Regions from separate parts of the Mus musculus genome. Here region 1 is linked to region 2. The links are chromatin contacts, called in public promoter capture Hi-C maps. All regions are on one chromosome and are shown on one strand. The core of a region is the stretch at or near the end of the contact, and the rest is flanking DNA. Distances in the headings are between cores, read along the strand shown.

Evidence for each region. Promoter capture Hi-C pulls out the DNA fragments that hold promoters and counts their contacts.
Region 1: a promoter capture Hi-C map of liver shows a contact between it and region 2, with 2.7 times the contacts expected there. The contact joins the promoter of Sec31b here to the enhancer-like site in region 2. A contact is called at or near these places in 7 of 39 promoter capture datasets (the SN4741 cell line, embryonic stem cells, liver and 3 more), 7 of 115 datasets of contacts at active chromatin or transcription factors (embryonic basal ganglia, embryonic forebrain, embryonic hindbrain and 4 more) and 2 of 9 other capture datasets (adipose tissue and pancreatic islet).

Annotation. Positions count from the first base shown.
Region 1 is chr19:44,544,021-44,547,964 of GRCm38.p6, forward strand. It overlaps Sec31b (Sec31 homolog B (S. cerevisiae)), which reads right to left and starts at 1,828. Exons shown (of 26, transcript NM_001033343.1): 1 at 1,768-1,828.
Region 2 is chr19:44,748,505-44,752,436 of GRCm38.p6, forward strand. It overlaps a transcript of Pax2 not described here. Among named protein-coding and RNA genes, the nearest start is that of Pax2, 6.4 kb to the right of the region's middle. RefSeq lists a promoter at 287-3,932 and a cis regulatory region at 3,572-3,932. Within about 2 kb of position 2,432, at least 69 of the 459 cell types and tissues checked have an H3K27ac peak or open chromatin away from gene starts, as enhancers often do. A contact at or near this core is called in adipose tissue, liver and pancreatic cancer cells, where this site is marked.

The sequences.
Region 1 (3,944 bases), core at 578-3,077, 210 kb before region 2:
CTACAGTTCTACCGACAATAACCATCAAACTAGGTAATTTCTCAGTGACGTTGCCTGATTCCCTTGGTTTTAAATATTGTATCTGTGCCAGGGAACCCTGTATTTATGTCATTGACACACATCTGTCCTCTGAGTACCAATTCCCAAGGGAAATGGATAATTAAATATTTCTAGCTATAATGTACATCTATGATCCAAGCATTCAAGAGGCTGAGGCATTAGAATCATAAGTTCAGGCAAGCCTGGCGTGGACTACATACAAAGTAAGAACTTATCTTAATATATTTAAAATTATAACATTCATAGATATGTGTGTGTGTTGCCTGCATGTATGTCTGTGTACCACACGGGTACCTAATGCCTTCAGAGGCCAGAAGAGAGTGTTGGAGCCCCTGGAACTGGAGCTACAGATGGCTGTGAGCTACAATGTGAGCGCCCCGGGAACCCAGCGGGTGCTCTTACCAACAGAGCCATCTTTTCAGACCCTTTCCTTTTGCGGGAGGGGGCGCATGGTCTCCCGTAGCCCAGACTGGCCTCAAACTTGCTAGGTAACTGAGAATGATCGTCCTGTCTCTACTTGGCAAGTGTGAAGCCCCCACACCGCATTCATTTTAACTCTGTGATTTCCACTTCTAATGTATACTCAAGGTCTCATCCTCACGGGCCAGCGAAAGGGCTGAAAGGTAAAGAAGGACACTTAGAACTATTTGTGACCTGCTTGAGCAACCCAGTCAGGTCAGCCTCACCTATAAAAGCAGGCGATAATAGTACTTAATCTCTATTGTACTTTCCAGCTTGAAAAAAGCTTGGGGCTGTCAGTTAAGCTTGTTTCTGGGAGCTTCTAAACTCCTGAAGCTCCGCTTTATCAGTGACCAGCGAACTACACTATTTCGTCACCAGTGCCACCTGCTGGTCAGAACCATCCTGTACAGAAGCGCAGCGACCAGCAACAGCGCATTTGCCAGGCACAACTAGAAATTTCTATAAATTGTTACTTTGTTTTACATAGAAAACAGCCGGCTAAGCCGCAATGTAAACCCCGTGCTTTTAACCATTATATTAATTTAAGCAAAGCTTTCATGACGTGCTTAAACCATTGACAGAAGGACGGGAGAAATGCTTTTTTTTTTTTTTTTTTTTTTTGGTTTTTTTCGAGACAGGGTTTCTCTTTATAGCCCTGGCTGTCCTGGAACTCACTTTGTAGACCAGGCTGGCCTCGAACTCAGAAATCCGTCTGCTTCTGCCTCCCGAGTGCTGGGATTAAAGGCGTGCGCCACCACGCCCGGCTGAGAAATGCTCTTTTCATCCACTTTGCTCTGAGGCATCATTTTATAAGAAAAACCCTCGTTAGGATCAGAACAGCCAGAGCAGTGGCGGGCTGATAGGGTCGGGGAACCACTATCAGGGAGGACGACCCTTGGCAGTCCAGTCCTTAGGGAGAAGGTCAACACGGCTTCTCGCCTGCTGACTGCCATACAAGGCGCTTGACGGTCAGTTACCACTGGCCAGGGCACCGCGACAGTGTGCAGGCTGAGGGCCCGGTCAAGTCAAGGCTTGGGGGGCAGTCGGAGGCGCGCGCAGCGCTGCTGGACCTCGGCGGGGTTGGGGACACTGTGTGGCAAGGGGAGCGGGACCGGGTCCAGCTGGGGGGATTCGTACTGGTGCTCCAGAGGCGTGGCAGCCCGGGTGTGGTCAAGGCGAGCTCCCCGGCGTCCTCCCGTGGGAGGAGCGGTGCTCCGGGACCCCAGACCCGCAGGGGAAACCCACCTGTTCCGAGCGCCCAGGTCAGGGGTCACAGGCGACCGCCTGGGCCGGTCCTGTCCCAACCAAGGGCGCACCGCGCTGCGGACGGCGGCTGCCGAGGGCCAAAAGTCAATTTGCCCTGGCCACAGCTGGCGACCCACTCCCTCTGCTCGCCTAGCTGAGCTCCTCAACACTAATCTGCACCGAGAGCGATAGCGCAGAGGTTTCCCAGCAGGGCCTGCCTCACTTGCCCTGGGATTGCACAGTTCTAGCCCCCACACCAGTACATGCTAGTCTATTCTATTTGAGTCAGGCTCCTGTGTATAGAAAGGGAAAACACTAATTCAATTTATTATGTAGTTATTAAAGTGAGGGAAGCCCATGAGCTCTCAGTGTGATCTATTTAGCTAAAAAGCAATCGAGGTTGTAAATAGTAGTGGTGCACACTGGAGCCTACTAGTAGAGGGTGTCCACAAACTGATTAACGGCTGTGTGTGGAAAAAGAGACAACTGTGAACCAGGCACTTCATGGAAGATTTCAGGCACATGACATGGGCATTACTCCTTGGAGCTGAAAGAACACTAGGTGATATTTCAGCAAAAAGGGGGGCCAAAGCAGCTAATGGGCATGCTGGCATTTCCCATACAGTAAGTCAAAGAGACTGATCAAGAACAAGTACTGATAGATAAATTGTGGAATACCAATTAATTCTGCGGTTAACAGGGAATTACTGAAAATTATTGGGTCAGAGGCACTAGTGGCAATTGTATTTTGTATCTGGCAGTATGGATCCCTTTGGAGAAAAAAGAGAGGAAGGCAGGGACCCAATTACAAGAGGAATAGAGCAGCCCAGGGACCGGTGAAGAAAGTCAGGATTAATACTGGTGACTGAAGGAGAGCTGCCCTGGCTCTCCTGACTGAGAAAGGAAAGGATTCAAGACAGCCGGGGCCCAAGAGCAAGGGAGACCCGGTGTCGCTGATAACAGAGTTAAAACCTTGAGGCAGAGGAAAAGAGAATGTGAAGATATCACAGATGCTTTTCAAGTTGAGATAACTGTGGAGGTAATTGTGGCAGGTGAAGATGCCCAAGTTGGTTCAAAAGTGCCACTTGATGCATGGTGAGTTCTACCCGGGTCACCTCTGAAACTGGGGTGCCCATTATCTGATGGGCAGTTCTGAAACCAGATAGACACCCATGTGTGGCACCATCTGTGCCAGGACCATTCTTGCTACAACTAAACATTTAACTTTTTTTTTTTTTTAAGTGTCCTATCACAGGTGAGCCGGTGATGGGGGTGGAGTTGGGGAGTGAACAAGGTCTGAGCCTTAGGAACTAGAGGTGTGGATTGGCTGAGAGTGCTTGCTTGCCCTAAGGCTTGAAACCCTGGTTTTATTTCCCAGCACTAGAGAAACCAGTAGTCGTGGTGGCTTCAGGGTGGAGGGTCAAAAGTTCAAGGTCATCTTCAGGTACCCAAGCTACCCAGCAAGTTCAAGGGCACCCAGGGCTACAGGAGATTCTCTCTCTTCCTCTCTCTCTCTCTCTCTCTCTCTCTCTCACACACACACACACACACACACACACACACACAGCTGAACCTTGGAAAGTACTCCCAAATTAGGGAATAAAGCAGAAGTACCAACCACACTGATGGAGCATCACAAAAGAAATCGCACTAAAGTCCTAAGGTTCAAGTCCCAGCACCCACATTGCAGCTTCTAACTGCCTAACTCCAGTCCCAGAATATCCAACATCATTTCCTGGTGGCACACAGCCATATACATTCATATAAATAAATAAATATTTAAGAATGAGATGATTAAAGAGTATATCTTTGTAAAAAAAACTTCTTAAAATGACATTTATTCTGTGTGCAAGTGTGGATGCACACACACTATATATAGCACATGTGCAAAGGTCAGAGGACACCTTGAAGTAATGGATTTTCTCCTCCAACCATGTAGGGCCTAAAGATTGATATCAGGTGTTCACCACATATCTTTACCAACTGAGCCATCTCAGCAGCCCGCAATAAATCTAAGAATTCTTCAAAAAGTAACGTTTTCAGTTCCACTCCCTAATTTTGCACTTTTTAACTGCCCAGATAATCCACTAATGGAGCCCATATCTAAGTTGAATGATGTGATGGTCTGAATAAGAATGGCTCCCAAAGGCTCGTATACCTGAATGCTTGGTCACCAG
Region 2 (3,932 bases), core at 1,182-3,681:
CCTCAGGAAGGAAAAGGCAGAGAACAGAGAGAGGCAGTCCCTGTGATCCTGTCAGGGTTCTTATTCCAAGTTACAAGTGGGACACTAGAAGGTCCCTGGTGCTTCACACTTACCCTAGGCGCACCCAATGGGCTAGGAAAGTGGCTACAGCTTAGGCTTGCCGGGCATTTGCCTAAATGGGGAGAAGCTGCCGAACTAGGCGGGAGGCAGGAAATGTTGAAGAGGGAAAATGGCTATTTCTTTCGAGATATCCCCACTGCCAAGCCAAGCTGAAGTCCCCCTCCCTCCTGGCCGCATTATTATTATTATTATTATTATTATTATTATTATTATTACTCTTTCTCTCTTCCACTCTTCCCGATCCTCTGCCTCCAGTCTCTTCACCAAAGATTTGTCCGGCTGCTGCAAAGCTCCCTCAGTGCCCTGTGGCCCCCGTGTGGCTCCCCATGGATCTTTTGCAATCTGTCTGTTGAAACTGACAGTGACTTACAGAAGAACAGGGGAGCCAGCAAGCAAATCTGCCCGATGGCAGCACTAGCGGGAGCGCTCCAACCGGGTTTACGGGAGATGCGGGTTCTATTTGCTTTCCCTGGCCTGGTTCTGAGCAGCAACAGCAACAAACGTGGAAAGGGTAAAGAAAAGAGAAAGAAGGGTCAATGGGCACTAGGCAGTTGGGATCCTCAGCACCCAGGTATAAAACAGAGAGCCTCTCTCTTTCTCTGCCCTGTCCCGATCCCTATGAGGCCCAAAGTGGACTCCCAGATTCCCACTGAGTTCCCACGGTTTTGTGGTTGTGGTGGTGATGGGGTCGCTGTCTCCCTCAGAGATCTTCTTCCTGATCCATTCACTGGGTCTTCAGAGCCTGGGGGAAGACGCAGCCTGACATCTCCCTCCCTCCCTCCCTCTTTTGCTGGGACTTTTCACCCCGTTATTAATTGCTGTGTTGACCTGCAAGATTGATTGGCAGCCCTGCTGGAAGAGGCTGGGCAGCCTAGGCCGGCCTCAGAGCAGCCTGGGCTGAGGGCTGAGTGGGGAGGGGGAGGCGCTGGAAATGAGTCCGGGGCTTCTACCTCAGCCCAGCGTGGAACACAGCTGTTTGCCTAAACGTCACTGCTCAAAAAAAAAAAAAAAAAATCCCTTATAGCACTCAAACACATTCAGCCAAACACCTCACAAGAGATGCTCTGCCTCTAAAGACACTAGGAATTCTTCTAATTGATTTAGACATTGAAAGGGTTTTTCCTCCCTTCGTTAATCAGTTTCATCAATTTATTCGTTAGCCACGGGTCTATCTAGAGCTCATTGCCAGCCTAGACGTGGTAGGAGAACTCCCGAGTCTGAGCTCCCTTCTCTCTGAGCTTCACTTTGGGCTGCTTTTTCTCTTTAGGGACAGTGGCAGAAATGTAAGAGACAACCCTGGACACAGATGACCTTAAACTCTCAAACCAAATCATCCCTTTTCTGACCAAAGAAGGGAACTTAAAAAAAAAAAGAATGTTTCTGCTCCAGCAAAGTTGGAGGGAATAGGTGCTCTGGTTTGCAGGGAGCAGAAGGCAGAGGCTTGCAGCACCAAAAGCAGAAATCTAACCCGTAGCAGAGACCTTCCCTCCCCATCTCTTTCCACCAATCTGTCACCTCCAAGCTCACATACTTACAAGACCCCCACCCCCGGCAGCTGCTTCAACTCCGGACTAGAGCCCCCATCCTGACCCGAGGTCACAGAATGTGGGGCCAGATCCCCGGAGGGAGTCTAAGCAAGGCTTGGTGGCAGAGGCAGGCTGGTACAAACCTTGGTCTGCCTCACTCCCCCAAATCCTTTCCTAGGGCCTCCCCCGCCCCCAACTCAGCCTGCCCTTCTTGCCCCTGGGTCCTCTCTCCCCTCCTCTCCGGTCCTTTGTTTTCAGCCACCTTGCAGCCCTTCCCCAGCCTCGGTGGCCGTGCCCACAAGGCCTCCCTTGCCTCGCTGGCGGGTTTCGCTCTGCCTTACCGGCTCCCGGCTCAGGCGCGCTCCGCCTGCTCCTCACATCCACACAGCTGCGGCGAGAGGAGGAAGGGAGGGCGGCGCGCGGTTGGATCCGAGACAGTAGATTTGGTGTCTGTTCGCAACTCCGGGGAAACTCTGCCCTGGTGCTCCCGCCCCTCTCCAACTATTCCTCGCCGCAGCAGGGCCAAGAGCCCTCCTTCGCACACAGCCCCTTCCCTTGCCGAAGTGTTGGCCCTGTCTATTCAGCCGCTACCCCTAGCTTCCCCTCATCTGGAGTTATCCAGCACTCAGTTGCCTTTCAACTACCTCTTGCTACCTCCTGTCCCCTCCCTCTGCGGTCCCTGTAGTAGCTGTGGCGGTGGCGGGTGGCGCTGGGGACACCCCGGATCAGCCAGCACAGTCTCCCTCCACCACAGCCCGGTGAGCCGCGGGCTCCAGCAGGCTAAGAGGAAGTTAATCATTACTTCCCCACCAACACTCAGCCACCCTTGGACTCTCTCACCCAGGCTCAGAGGAGGAGGGGGCAGATGGCCCGGTGGAAACCGGCTTTGCCCAGCCAGCCTCAGCAGGCCTTCAAGGGACAGTTCTCTTTTCGGTGGTCTCAGCACCCACTTTGAGTCCTCGTTTTTCACCTCTTCTCCCCTCCCTCTGCCTCCTCTTAGGCTCTGCCCACTGTTTCATCTCTACTCGGTCTTTGGCAAGTTGACTGCAGGTTCTGGGAGGACCAACTCTCTTTGTTTGGAACCGGACAGAATGGGATTTCCTTCCCCAGCCTCTGCCAAAGGTTTTTTTTTTTTTTTTTTTTTTTTTTTTTTTTTTTTTTTTTTTTTTTTAAACGGTGTGGCCCATAGGGGACCGAGCCTCCGGTCCCAATTAACCCGATGGTTGGGGATGTGGGTGAGAAATTGAACTGATCTAGCGGTTATAGTAGACTTGGGGTGGGGGTGAGGGGGCGTTAAAGAAGTAGGATTGGAGGAGTGGCAAAAGAGATGAAGAAAAACCTGGATGGGTGTGGTATAGTCAAAAGGGAAGGGGCGGGAGTGTGGAAAGAAGTATTAGAGGAAGGAGAAGCAGTGGGGAAACCAGGGACATCTATGGGGTAGGAGTAGGAAGGAAAACACCCCCAGCCTGGCAGCCTGCAAGCTCGGGTTCCTCCCTTCCCTCTTTGTGGGGTCAGGTGTTCAGAAAGCTGGACTATTACACCTTCCTCTACTATAGAAATAACTGCCTTTCAAGGTGTCCACTGGTGGGCTCCATAGTGGACAAGTGTAATTATCCCCATTTTACAGGTGAGTAAACTGGGGTCTACAGAAGTAAAGAGACTATGCAGGCTGACTTCTCCTTCCTGTAGGCTGTAGGGTGAATGGTTGCTTTTAGCACTCTTTCATGAGTGCTCGGCGCTAGTACTATTCAGGTCTGAGCTAGGGGTCAGATTATCCATCCTGATTCTGGGGGTCTCCTTGATTCTTCCTCCCCCACCCCAGCTTTTCCTCTTTGGTCATAGTTCTCCACTCCTACTGTGTGAGCCTGTTGGCCATGTTTTGACTATTTTTTAACCCCCCCTCCCAGTTCAGTGGTCCACAGGCCGCCACCTGGCTGACCCGTGCCAGTATGAGGCCCCTTTGGTGGCCAAGTGGTTTGTATTGTCGTTGCTCCTCAAAGGGGCTGTGAAGGGCCGGAGAGGTTGCTAGGTCCTCTTATGAAGGAAAGCAGGGTTAAAGGGAGGAGGGGCCAGAAAGGATAAAGGCTCAGCACGTGCGCGCCGCCTCATCAGGACCAACCGACCAGGCGGGCGGGGCCAGCTGGCAGTCAGGACCCCCGGGATTCTTGTGGGGTGTCCAAATATTGGGAACAAAGGCGGGAAAAGAAGAGAGCGGGAGGGAGGGAGAAAGGGAGAGCGCGAGGAAGCAGAAATTAGGGGGTCTTAGATGAAAAAAAAAGTAGCTTT